Linked DNA regions of Mus musculus: regions 1, 3 and 4 are each linked to region 2. A link is a contact called in public Hi-C, HiChIP or PLAC-seq and promoter capture Hi-C data. All regions are on one chromosome and are shown on one strand. Each heading gives the region's core, a stretch centred on a gene start, on an enhancer-like site or on the middle of the called end of the contact. The rest is flanking DNA. Distances are from core to core; before and after follow the strand shown.

What was found. Promoter capture Hi-C pulls out the DNA fragments that hold promoters and counts their contacts. A called contact is a pair of places that touch in the nucleus more often than the background predicts. HiChIP or PLAC-seq counts read pairs in DNA pulled down with a chosen protein or histone mark.
Region 1: a contact with region 2 is called in a Hi-C map of cerebral cortex, with 2.0 times the contacts expected there. The contact joins the enhancer-like site here to the promoter of Rai1 in region 2. A contact is called at or near these places in 13 of 39 promoter capture datasets (the 3T3-L1 cell line, 3T3-L1-derived adipocytes, cranial neural crest and 6 more), 1 of 15 datasets of contacts at CTCF or cohesin (CD8 T cells), 7 of 484 Hi-C or Micro-C datasets (the HL-1 cell line, cerebellum, cerebral cortex and 4 more), 11 of 115 datasets of contacts at active chromatin or transcription factors (the 230-238 cell line, T-cell acute lymphoblastic leukemia, double positive thymocytes and 8 more) and 4 of 9 other capture datasets (adipose tissue, embryonic stem cells, liver and 1 more).
Region 3: an H3K4me3 HiChIP or PLAC-seq map of forebrain shows a contact between it and region 2, with 3 times the contacts expected there. The contact joins the enhancer-like site here to the promoter of Rai1 in region 2. A contact is called at or near these places in 17 of 39 promoter capture datasets (the 3T3-L1 cell line, 3T3-L1-derived adipocytes, the HPC-7 cell line and 11 more), 1 of 15 datasets of contacts at CTCF or cohesin (embryonic stem cells), 1 of 484 Hi-C or Micro-C datasets (embryonic stem cells), 8 of 115 datasets of contacts at active chromatin or transcription factors (DN3 thymocytes, the HPC-7 cell line, embryonic forebrain and 4 more) and 1 of 9 other capture datasets (adipose tissue).
Region 4: a contact with region 2 is called in a promoter capture Hi-C map of liver, with 3 times the contacts expected there. The contact joins the promoter of 1810063I02Rik here to the promoter of Rai1 in region 2. A contact is called at or near these places in 16 of 39 promoter capture datasets (the 3T3-L1 cell line, 3T3-L1-derived adipocytes, the C10 cell line and 10 more).

Annotation. Positions count from the first base shown.
Region 1 is chr11:60,246,490-60,249,566 of GRCm38.p6, reverse strand. It overlaps Tom1l2 (target of myb1-like 2 (chicken)), which reads left to right. Exons shown (of 15, transcript NM_153080.3): 8 at 503-636. Among named protein-coding and RNA genes, the nearest start is that of Gm38501, 11 kb to the left of the region's middle. Within about 2 kb of position 1,271, at least 48 of the 459 cell types and tissues checked have an H3K27ac peak or open chromatin away from gene starts, as enhancers often do. A contact at or near this core is called in T-cell acute lymphoblastic leukemia, cerebral cortex, double positive thymocytes and 7 more, where this site is marked.
Region 2 is chr11:60,103,564-60,106,690 of GRCm38.p6, reverse strand. Rai1 (retinoic acid induced 1) reads right to left here and starts at 1,678. Exons shown (of 6, transcript NM_009021.2): 1 at 1,297-1,678.
Region 3 is chr11:59,878,651-59,881,875 of GRCm38.p6, reverse strand. No RefSeq gene overlaps it. Among named protein-coding and RNA genes, the nearest start is that of Nt5m, 32 kb to the right of the region's middle. Within about 2 kb of position 1,750, at least 61 of the 459 cell types and tissues checked have an H3K27ac peak or open chromatin away from gene starts, as enhancers often do. A contact at or near this core is called in adipose tissue and forebrain, where this site is marked.
Region 4 is chr11:59,919,994-59,922,897 of GRCm38.p6, reverse strand. 1810063I02Rik (RIKEN cDNA 1810063I02 gene) reads right to left here and starts at 1,399. Exons shown (of 2, transcript NR_130986.1): 1 at 1,291-1,399; 2 at 1,009-1,173.

The DNA of each region.
Region 1 (3,077 bases), core at 22-2,521, 140 kb before region 2:
ATTGTTTTGTTTTTAGTGGAATTATAGGAATATATCTGCTTAAATAGCCTTACTAAATTGTATCTTTATAGGTATCCCATATTGATTTCCAAATTTATTTGCATTAAATATTCTTTTTAAAAATGACTTGTACTAACATACTTGTGTATGCTCAGAGGTGTGTGTGTGTATGTGTGTGTGTGCACGTGTGAGTGTGCATCTCTGTGTGTGTGTCTGGGTATCTGTGTGAATGCGTGCATGTGTGTGTCCGTCATTGTGTGTGTGTGTGTGTGTGTGTGTGTGTGTGTGGTTGCACATGCTCGCAAGCCTACAGAACTACTTGCTTCCTCTGAGGCAGGAGAGGAGGAAGCTGTTAACTTCACATTCTGCACACGCCTGATTTTATGAACAAGCATGTACTCCTTCTGTGACTTTCAAGAAACAGTGCAAATCCTTTCAAAGGCAGTGGAATGTGAGAAAAGCATTCCCAGCAGGCCCTGCCAGAAGTGCATATGTTCCCTAGGAATTGAACAGGACCTGCCGAGCCATGCAGCACCGCATAGTGGAGCTCATCTCCCGAGTGTCCAATGAGGAGGTCACCGAGGAGCTGCTGCACGTCAACGATGACCTCAACAATGTCTTCCTCCGCTATGAGAGGTGGGGCAAAGTCCTCGGGGTCTTCTCCTTGAGAAGATGATTGGTGTATCAGAGGAAGTTCATTCATAAACAAAGCAGGGAGAGGAGCCTGGGAGCCTGGGAGGTGTTAGAGGTGGGGAGTAGTCATCAGAGATGCTCATTTGCTCTTGGATGACAGAAAAAGTGCTTCTTGTTCTCCAGAGAACAGAAGAGCAGGCAGCTGACTGCAGCCTCCACCTCTGCTCCCTGTGAGTCCCAGGGAGGGCTGAGACAGGGTTTGCACCTGCTCCTTTGATGATCCTTTGAATTTGAAAAGGACTGGGGGAGGGGAACCTTTACTAAAGAACAGGATTTCCTCTATTTCTAGTCTTGAAAAAAGATCATTCCCTTTGTAAATGTCAGTACTTCTGGGGTATTGAGTGAAGTAGGCTGGATGTGAGCACTGTTTCTCTGGGGAAACACACTTTTCTTCACTTCTTCCTGCAGCCAAACCACTTAAAGTGATAAACTTGAACCCTCTTTTTTCTTCCCGAAGCCTCCCACAGGACAAAGTTGGTTTTTTTTTTTTGGTTTCTTCTGGACCTAGCTTTACGTGGGTAGTGTGGAAAACTGCTCCCATCTGTACCGATTTAGGCACTTCCCAATTGGCCCAGGGTTGTGGCTTGCTTTGACTCTAGGCCAGCCTTCTCCATTAAAGGAGCCTGACAGCAGTGTGAGCCCCTTGGAGGCTGTAGCCACTCACTCTGCTGACTGGCAGGTTTCTGTATAAGTTTGTCAGAGGACAGTGCTATGACATAAGTAAGAACAGAACACAGGCACTGTTTGCTTTGGAGGCTCTCTAACCCAGTAGTTCCATGTAACCCTTCACTGGAGATGTACAGCAGGAAATAATGTGTGATGTGTGACTGCTGCCCATAAGCCCATTGGGCTGCATTACAAAGATGTCAGAAGCACCTCTGCAACACACACACACACACACACACACACACACACACACACACACGTGTCTCAGACTGGCCTTGAACTCTTGACCTTCCTGCCCCAGTCTCTCCCCAAATGCTCAGATTACAGTTACCCACCACCATGCCCATGTAGTCTTTCTAGTTCTCTTTTTGTTTTGTTTTTGTTTTATTTATTTTTTTCAATACCTCCTTTGACTCCGCCCAGTCCCCACCCCCTCTCCCTCAGATCCATTCCTTCCTCCTCTGTCCCTTCAGAAAAGAGCAGGTCTCCCAGGGATATCAACTGAGTTCAGCATATAAGGTGGGATAAGACTCGACACAAACCCTCATACCAAGGTGAGGAGGAGGAGAGGTGTCCCAAGAGCAGGCCAAAGAGTCAGAGACACCACCCCCTACTCCTACTGTTAGGAGTCCAGCTAAAACACCAAGTTAACACCATAACATACAGACAGAGGACCTAGCACAGACCCACACAGAGGACCTAGCACAGACCCACACAGAGGACCTAGCACAGACCCACGCAGAGGACCTAGCACAGACACATGCAGAGGACCTAGCACAGACACACGCAGAGGACCTAGCACAGACCCATGCAGAGAACCTAGCACAGATTCACATAGAGGACCTAGCACAGGCCCATGCAGAGGACCTAGCACAGACCCACGCAGAGGACCTAGCACAGACACATGCAGAGGACCTAGCACAGACCCACGCAGAGGACCTAGCACAGACCCATGCAGAGGACCTAGCACAGACCCACGCAGAGGACCTAGCACAGACCCACGCAGAGGACCTAGCACAGACCCACGCAGAGGACCTAGCACAGACCCACGCAGAGGACCTAGCACAGACCCATGCAGAGGACCTAGCACAGACTCACATAGAGGACCTGTGGGACTTGTTCTGGTGTCCTTCACTCCTCTGGCTCCTGCAAATCTTGTGGGAGGTTTTGTTGATGTTGTTGTTGTGTTTGTTTATTTGTTTGTTTGTTTTTAAAACAGGATCTCTCTATGTAGTCCTGGCTGTCCTGGCACAAACTTTGTAGAACAGGCGGGCCTTGAACTCATAAAGATCTCCTGCCTGTACCTCCTAAGTGCTAGGATTAAAGGCATGTGTCACTATCCCTGACCTATAAAAACAAACAAACAAATAAATAAACAAACAAATAAATGAAGGGTGCAGTCTCGGAGCTGCCATGGTTCACTTAGGTCTGCCCACCTTGAGTCAAGCCTGTCTTCTTTTCCGTTTTTTTTTTCTTTCTTTCTTTCAGATGCTGGCCAGAGCCTAAGCATGCTTTCTCTGGTACACTGGTGTTTTCCACTCTTACCTAAAGCACCCCTCTTTGCCACACAACTCTGCTCTTTTGAGCCCCACCTGTGCATCTACAATAAACCCTCTAAAATTCAAACCAAACAAGCCCCTCTGTGTACACCTAGTCAGACTGTTCCTTCTGGTCCTTTGTCCCAGATGCTGATCACACCTACTGGGCTGGCAGCATAG
Region 2 (3,127 bases), core at 429-2,928:
GCCTCCACATCACAGCTTGCCTGGCCCCACTCTCCACCCGCCTCCCCTCCCAGGGCAGCAGACAACTAAAAAAAGATAAAATAAAAAGAAGTAATTCCCCTGCTCTGACGTCAGCTCGAGGTCTTAACAGCCCAGCAGCCGCATGAAACTAGATTGCAACCAGATGTAATGCCCTTGAATTCTCAACACAGCACTGCCGTTGGAAAAGGGGGTGGGAGGGGGCGCGGGGCCCCGCTCGAACCGCGACACAAGCGCTGCGGGAGTGCGTGCGGTGGGGCTGGGACGCGCCGGCCTGGGCTCGCCGTGCAGGCACGCAGCCTCACGTCCCCAGTCCTTCGGAGCGTAAGACGCTCGGGTTTAATCCATTCAGAGTCCTCAGGTCCTGGGTTCCCGGGACGCAGGCACAGCTCCTGGCTGCACTCCCGCCCTGCTGTGTGAATGAGCGACCGGGAGCCCCAAGAGGAGCTAGCTAGCTGGTCGCTGGGAAAAACGGGCGCCCCGGGAAACTGGGGCCGCCGCGACCTGGAGCCTGCCTTGTGTTTCGCTTCCCCTCTGCTCCTCCTTGAAGGCCTCCAGTTGTGACCAGAGCTCCAAATGTCACCTCCCAGCCCTGCCAAGCCCTCGCCCCTGCCGCGCTCGGCCCAGTATCCCCCCCCCACAGGTCTTCTTGCCTCCAAAAGGCGTGGGACTCGGCCTCGAAAGGGCCCACGGGCCTGGCCGCCGCGCCGCTTTCGGAAGGGCACCAAGCTCGCGTGTCCCGGGCTCCAGCCGGTGGCGTCACCCCAAAAGGCCCGTGCGCCCAGGGCCTGGCCACGAAGGGACTCCTGGGTCGCGGGGACCGTTTCCTGGTCAGTGCGGGGCCTGCGCACAGGCCCAGGCGGGGACACGCGGCGACCGCCGCGTCCTGTGTCACCACGAGCGGCCCTCGCAGTCCGGACACCCGGGAGCAGGCTACACCCCGAGCCTCCGGCTCCCCGTCCCCACCCAGAACGCACTCACAAAGCTCCCTCGGGCCCTCGCTGCACCGCCCCACGTCCCCGCCCCACACTCGGTGACACTGGGCCTCAGGTCCCAGCACCGGCGCCCGGCGGGCCACCGACTCTCCAGAATCCCCTCATGCAGCTCCTACACGGCCACCAGCGGCCTCACGCCGGCGCCACACAAAGCCAGGCCGCGCGACCCCGCGTCCGCGCCCCACGCGCGCTCGGCCCCCGCCCGGACCCCTGCCCGCTGGGTCCCCACGCCTCGCGCCGCCCCCGCCCAGGTCCTTGTCCCCGCGCCGGGCTCCCCGCTCACCTCGGAGCCCGCGGTCACTCCGGGGCCCGGCGTCCGGCGCTGCGACTTCGCGGCCCGGAGGCCCGCGCGCCCATGGGTGTCCGGCACGACGGCCGCCCGGGCGGGAAAGAGGGTGGGCCGCGGGGCCCCTTCCTCGGACCTCGACAAGGCAGCCAGCTACCCTGGCCACCGCCGCCACCACCGCCACCACCGCCTGGCTCTGCAAGCGGCCTGTCCGAGCCCAGGCGCGAGCGGGGGTGGCACCGGGGCGCCGGGAGCCGGCGGCGCGCGTAGCGGGCCCTGACCGCGCACCCTGCCGGGCCTGCCTGATGCCCGCGGGAGCCCGAGAGAAATGCGATCCCCTCCACACAGGAAGAGCGGCGGGCGGGCGGGCGACGTGCGGGGGGAGCAGGAGAGCGAGAGCGCGAGGAAAAAAGTTCCCGGGCGGCCAGGCAGCTCTCGCTCGTGGCCTCGGGTGCCAGGTGGGCCGTTCGCGCCCCGACAGCGCCCCCTGGCGCCCGCGCGCCCCACTGCACGCCCCATGTCTGTCTGGGGGCAGGGGCTTGGCAGAGGGCCTGAAGGTGCAGCCCGGCGAGAAAGGCCTGGGGACAGCCACAGGACATGGTCTGCTCATCACTCGCTGAGGATTTTGGACTTAGACTTGGGCCAGGCCTCTCCCCGTCCCCCGCTCATTCCACCACCATGTGGCCCTCACCTGTGACTGTTTCTTTGGTTGGAGAATCCGTTTCAAATTTCCTCAAGTTAGATGTAAAAAATGTAGTCACGGCACATGTGGCACCTTGTTGGGTACCGAAGCAGTGCGGTTCCTGCCTGTCAAGGAGCTGGCATTGTGTAGGGGAGACTCAGACAGCCAACAATGATCAGGTCCATAACGAAGATAATTTTAGAGCGAAATAAGTGCTAGGAAGAAAATCAGCAGGTGCAGTGATGGATTTAGCTGCGAGTGAGAGAAGGCCTGTCTGAACAAATCGCTGAAGAGCAGGAAGGAGCCTGCACCAGCAGCGCATGGAAGAGCATTCTTTGAGAGGAAAAGACAAGTGTGGGTGCCCCGAGGCAGGAGTGCTCTTGATGAATAAGCACAAGTGTAAGGAGGCCATACATACCCAATGGGATAAGAAGTGGGCATGTTAGCCAGGCAGTGGTGGCACACGCCTTTAATCCCAGCACTTGGGAGGCAGAGGCAGGCGGATGTCTGAGTTCCAGGCCAGCCTGGTCTACAGAGTGAGTTCCAGGACAGCCAGGGCTACACTGAGAAACCCTGTCTCGGAAAACCAAAAAAAAAAAAAAAAAGCATGCTGAATTTTAATCCAAGGTCAGGGCCTGTAGGACTACAAAGAGCCTAAAGGCAGCCTCCTTAGTGCTGTGGGAAGTAAGCCACCAACAGATTTTAAGTAAAAGAATTTTGAATGGATTTGTAAATGAACCGATTAACTTATAGACAGCCCCATGAGCCGTGGCTACCCCAAGGCTTCTGCTCCCCTCCTCAGGGTGGCATGAGTTACCTGCTTCGTCGAAGTCTGAGCCATTCATCAGGTCAAAGCACCCAAGTCCCCAGGTGACTTGACACAAGTGAGTCAGTCACCCTTTCAGTCCTGTTTCTTCATCAGGAGTGTGAGCGTTGTGCTAAGTTCAGCACCTTTGTCTTCTTGTAACAGACACTTCACCCCTTCTGCCTCATCCTATACATCCTGACTGCTTCTCTCCTAGCCCACCACATCTATGAAGGTCCTTCACTTATACTGACAAAGCCGAGACCCACCCTAGGTCCTCCTTACTGCCTGGCGGGAAACACAAATTATAAGCGGAGAGGAGGGCAAGTGGGCACTGTGTT
Region 3 (3,225 bases), core at 501-3,000, 220 kb after region 2:
TACATACTGCAGGAAGAAAAGTGCATGGATGTCGGGGCAGGGTAGGGGGAGAGTCCACCCACGGGAGGATTTCCATGTGGGACCAAAGGGCAGGGGTGAGTCCTGCAAGGGAAGGGCCTCTCACTCCCCAGTGGCATGGTTTGTCTCCTCTCAGGAACTGGGGCTACTCTGCTCTCCTTTCTCCTTCCTGTATCTGTGGTCCCTCCCTTGGCCTTGGCCTTGGCTCCTACTTCTCTGCTCCCACTGGCGACCTGCACCTTCCCTCACCGTAAGCTGCTTGCAGGTCCCTCAGTTCCTTTCTTGGCACCTGCCGCTGTTGCTCCATTTCTGTTTTGGTTCTTCCCTTCCTGGGATGTCTAATCCCTTTTTCCCATAGGATGAACTCAGTGGTGCCTAGATGACCACATCTCACTCCCAGAATCCATGCATGAAGGCAGGCATGTACGCATGTACTCGCATGCACGCACGCACGCACGCACGCACGCACACAGCATGAATTACTCAGGCTTAAGTGTACTTATGGTTTTATGGTTCACACCACAGTGTCATTTTGCCCCTGCTGTCTCCATTTGCAGACCAGCAAGCATCCCACCAACAATACCTCAGACTCTGCTTAAACTGTCATTGTCCCTGGATGTCACTGCCTGCTTCACCCACACCTTCTTCCTACCCCCACAAAACAGACCTTGTGCTGGGTGTTGTGTTCAGAGCAGGTGGATCTCTGAGGTCAAGCCCAGCCTGGTCTACAGAGTGAATCCCAGGACATCAGGGTTACATAGTGAAAGCTTGTTTGAAAAACAAAAACAACAAACAGCAGAAAAAATTAAACAGACACAGCACACTTGTGTTCTCTGCTCGGCTGTGTGTGTGCTTGGTGGTGGGAAAGTGCAGCTTAGTCTGTCAGTGTGGGTCTTAGCTTTTATTGTAAAATCACCACCCCCTGCAAGACCATGTGTTGAAGGTAATATGGGGGGGCCTGTAGGGCATGGGGCCTAGGGGAAGGAAGTTAGGTCATTGGGAGGGATACTCAAAGGGACCCTCATCCCTCCTCTACACTTGTCGTTTCACACCTCAGGCACAGAGTGAACACTGGCTCCACTGAGTGACCCCACCATAATACTCTTCTTCATCCCAGGCTCAACAGCAAAAGGACCAACAGACTGTGGGCTGAAAGCTTTGGTCTTAGTCCCTAATAAACCAAAAATAAACCTTTCCTCTTTTTATCTTAACCTTGCTTCATAGTCACTTGGGGAAATTTATGATATCGCAGCACACAGCATAGGCTCAGGAAGCATTGGGGTCTTCTGTCCTCTTCCCTAGACTCTCTTCTCCTTGCATAAGAGTCCTGTGGAGTTAGGACTCCGGAGTCCTGTGGAGTTAGGACTGTAAGTTGTCATAAGGCTGGGACTTGGGAGGATGATCGCTGGCAGGGCAGGGCAGGGCCTGGGTCAGTGGGGTCGGAAAGCAGAGGCTCCAGGCTGGAGATGGGGCCTGTGTAGGGAAGAACTGCACTGGCTGAGCCTGGAGACTCACACATCCAATAATGCCAGGCCCTTCTCAGTGGGGGGAGCAGCTGATGTGAGTCATATCCCAGTGCTCAGACAACAGTGCCTGAGGTTCCAAGACCCAGCCCAGAAGGTGCCTAGGTCAGAGAGAAATGCTGGTGGCTGGGAACAACAGGCTGAGACTTCCCAGGGATGACTGCAGGCTTCAGGGAGGCACAAAGGGCTCCAAGGTTCTGGAGCCAGTCCTCTGGCGCCATCAAGTGGCCATCTTTACAAACTGTAGTTCCTCTGTCAGATTTGTTTCACTCAGTGGTTCTCAACCTTCCTAATGCTGCAACACTTTATTTAATACAGTTCCTTATGCTCTGGTGACCCCTCCCCACACCATACAATTATTTTGTTGCTACTTCATAACTGTAATTTTGATGTTATGAATCATAGTGTAAATATCTGATATGTCACCTGAAGTCACGACCCACAGGTTGAGAACCTCTAGAATTTGCCCAGTAGTGGAACTAATTAATAGATTCTTGGAGTTTGCATTAAGTCCACAAGTCCTCTGTGCAGGCAGGCGTTCATTAAGTGGCAAGTAGCTTGGTTGTTACTGACCTTCTGTGAAACCTAGTCTGTACATTCAAGCCAGCTGTAGCAGATCTAATCAAGGAGTTTTCAAACCGCAGAGACACTCACTGGGGAGGCTGTTCATATGTGGCTTCCATGTATTTTTATCCTGTAGAGTCGTTTTTAAAAGAAGGCACAACATTGGGCACAGAGAGAGAGAGTGGGTGCTTCCACTTCCCCTGCCAGTCCTCAGCCATGGGTGCTTGATAGCTACTTGTCTGATGAGCGACACTCAGGAATCTAACTGGCAGTTCTTCCTCGACTGCACCGACGAGGTAATGCCAGCCCTTGTGCTCCCTGGGTACAGAATCCCAGCAGATAAACGCAGCCACTGATGCCTGTGTTTTGGGGACAGCTTTCAGACTCCTGGGGCACCTCCAGAAGGATCCAGTGCGTAAAACTCTCACCATGTCTCTGCAAGGACAGACAAGAAGTTGGGGCCTTCTCATACCCAGTGGAGCCTCCCAGACAGGGAGCACCATTTGTTGGAAGGGTAGCAGAGCTTTGGGCTCTGAAGGAGCTTGCCTAAGAGTGTCCCTAACTGGTGAGGAGGGCCTCCTGGTCCTCCTGGATCACCACAGGATTGGTCAAATGCTGCTCTCAGCAACCCTAGTATAAATAGGAGGACTAGTGAAGACTGGATGCCAGGCTACTCCATGAAGGGCCCCAGAGACCACAAACTCCCTGAGCAGGAGGTAGGAGGGAGAAACCCAGAGAGCGCTGCAAACCTCAGCAGATATGGTGGCTAGTTTTATGTCACCTTGACACGCTAGAGTTAAGTAAAAGGAGGGAAACTCAATCCAGAAAATATCCACCTAAGATCTATCTGTAGGGCATTTTCTTAGTTAATGATCAGTGGGGGAGGGCAGCCCTTTGTGGGTGGTGCAATCTCTGGAATGGTGGTGGTCCTGGGTTCTGTAAGAAGGATGAGTGAGCTACAGGGAGCAAGCTATCCCTCCATGGCCTCTGTGTCAGCTCCTGCCTCCAGGTTCCTGCTCCGTTGTGTTCCTTCTGACTTCCTTCAGTGGTGGACTACGGATGTTGACGTGTGAGACAAATACACCCTTTCTTCTGCAACTTGCTTCAGTCACTGTTTCAT
Region 4 (2,904 bases), core at 150-2,649, 180 kb after region 2:
GGTAGTGTGAGGGCCCAGCCCATTGTGGGTGGTGCCATCCCTGGGCTGGTGGTCCTGGGTTCTATAAAAAAGCAAGCTGAGCAAGCCAGTAAGTAACATCCCTCCATGGCCTCTGCATCAGCTCCTGCTTCCTGACCTGCTTGAGTTCCAGTCCTGACTTCCTTTGGTGCTGAACAGCAATGTGTAAGTATAAGCTGAATAAACCCTTTCTTCTCAACTTGCTTCTTGGTCATGATGTTTGTGCAGGAATAGAAACCCTGACTAAGACACCACTTACAGATAAAGCTCAAAAACAGGTAAAATCCAGTTAGAGATTGCACCTGCAGGGCAGAGAGCCCCAGAGCCATTGGGTGCTGCCTTCTGGCTTCAAGTCTGAGTTCTGATTCCATGGGTATATTTGCTAACAGGCAGTGCTATGAATGTATATAAGATAATTAAATTTAAATCTGAGTTTAAAATTTTTTATTCATTTATTTAGTATGTGTTTGTGTGTGTGTGTGTGTTGTGTGTGTGTGTGTAGATCAGAGGACAGCCCATGAGAATTGGTTCTCTCCTTCTACCATGAAAGTGACAGGGATCAAGCAAATAACCATGCGTGGTAGCAGGTGTCTTTACCCACAGCAGCATCACACTGGCCCTGAGTTTGACATTTTTAAAAGGGCATGTGGAGTGGCTCACGGAAGATCTAGAGTCAGAGAGTTGAGGCCCAAGAGACACAGACAGGGTCCAGAACACCGTCCCCAATCATGGCTTGGACGGAGAAAGGGCTTGGGCTCCTGTTACTGTCAGGTGTTTTACTGAGGACCGGGTCCCCGCTCCTCACGCCAAGCTCAGGGCCGGTGTGCTTTGCTCCCTGGCCTTGGTGTAGACCTGTGACAGAGGTCAGGTGGGCTCCACGTGCTGAGCTTAAGACTCCCCAGCGCCCCAGAGAGAGGCCTGGGGAGAACTGGGAACATGGCCTTTGTTTCCAATCCCCAGAGATTCCAAGCTTTCGTCAGAGCTGAGGTTCATGGTTACGAGCCTTTTATTTTTTTAATCCTAGAAATGTTTCAAGGGGACCAACCAGCTCTCCTGTCCCATCAGCTTCTGTCAGTTCAAATCTCGGTCTCGGAGTCAGCATCCCACATCTCTGGCTCTGACCTCCTCCCTGTCAGGCACTGTGGTAACCATGGTCTGAAAGAAAAAAAACAACAACAACTTTTAAAGGTTTTTAAACTTTATTGTTAAAATAACTTAAAATAAATCAGCCACATACCCAAATTAACCAGACCCTGAGTTTAGACAACTCACAGCTGGCTGAATAGGTACTCAGGATGGAAGCTGTGCCGGCTGGTTTATGTCAACTGGACACAAGCTAGGATCGCCGGAAAGGAGGGAACCTCAGCTGAGAAAATGCCTCCGTAAGATCTGTGGGGCAGCTTCTTAATTGGTGATTAAAGTGGGAGGGTCCAGCCCGTTGTGGGTGGGGCCACCCCGTCAGGTGATCCTGGGTAGGGGAAAGCCAGTGAGCAGCACCTCTCCATGGTCTCTGCCTCAGCCTCTGCCTCCAGCTTCCTGCGCTGCTGGAGTTCCTGCCTTGGTTTCTCTCAGTGGGCTGTAATTCAAGATGTGTAAGCCAGACAAACCCTGTCCTCCCCAGCTTGGTCCCGGTGTTTCATCTCAGCAATTATAATCCTACCTAGGGACGCTGTGGGACTTCTCAGTGAACTTTATCTTTCACTATCAAATATACTTTAGGTGTTTGTTTATCCACTACCAAAACCAAAAGAATAAATCTTATGACGGAGTTAGAACTAGAAAAACAGATTTATATTCTCTCTCTTAGGTCGCATTCTTTCCTTGCATTCAGCCCTCCTTTCCCGTGGTGTTCAGCCTTTCTCGTTCTCTCTTCTCCATATCATACTGTACCGGCAGGCACGCTTGTTTGCATGTGTGTGTATAATATTTGCTAGATTCACCATATGAAGAGGACATGGGGCTTTTTCTTTCTGAGGCTGTGTGACCTCACTGGATATTATACATTTTAAGGCCATCTGTTTTCTTGCAAATTTTTATTTCACTTTTCTTTAGAGCTGAGCAATAATCCATTATATATAATACATGATATATTATATTCCATTACATATGTATATACACACACACACACACACACACACACACATATATGTTTCATTATTGGCTCCTCTGTTGATTCCAATTTTTTGCCATAGTGAATTAAACAGTAATTAACACAGTGGTGCACATATCTATAGGGTGGGTGTGGTTTGGTGGGTGTATACCCAGGAGTGGACTAGTTGGGTCACGTGCTAGTTCTGGTTTTATTTTTATTTTTTGAGACCTCTCTGCAGCGGTTTCCACGGGGCTGTATCAGTTTGCATCCTCAACAACAGTGAATTCTCTTCAATGGTGAATTAAGAGTTCCTGTTTCTCCACATCCTCTCCAACGTTTGTGGTCAGATTTATTGACAAACGCCATTTGGACTGGGGTTAGGTGGTACCTCAAAGTAGTTTTGATTGGCATTCCCTAATGGTGGGGGTATTGGATAATTTTAAAAATAGTAAATTGGCCATCTGTCTGTGTGTCTTTTTAAAAATCTGTCTATTCAGTTCATTTGTCCATTTGCTGGTTGGCAGTTTTATTCCCTTGGCGTTTAATCTCCACAGTTCTTTCTAAGTTCTGGACATTATCCCCTCTCTGAAGTGTACTGGGTACCGATTTTCTCCCCTTCTCTGGGCTGTCTGTTAACTGCTGACTGTGTCCTGTGCAGAGAACTGTCATTCTCCTGTTCCTATCAGTTGATGGTGGAGTTAGTTCCTGTGCTGCTGGTATTCTGTTTAAAACAGTCTTGCCTTCCCCAGTCTCCTGAGGGGTATTCATAGCCTGTGTTTTCTTCTAAAGTTTCA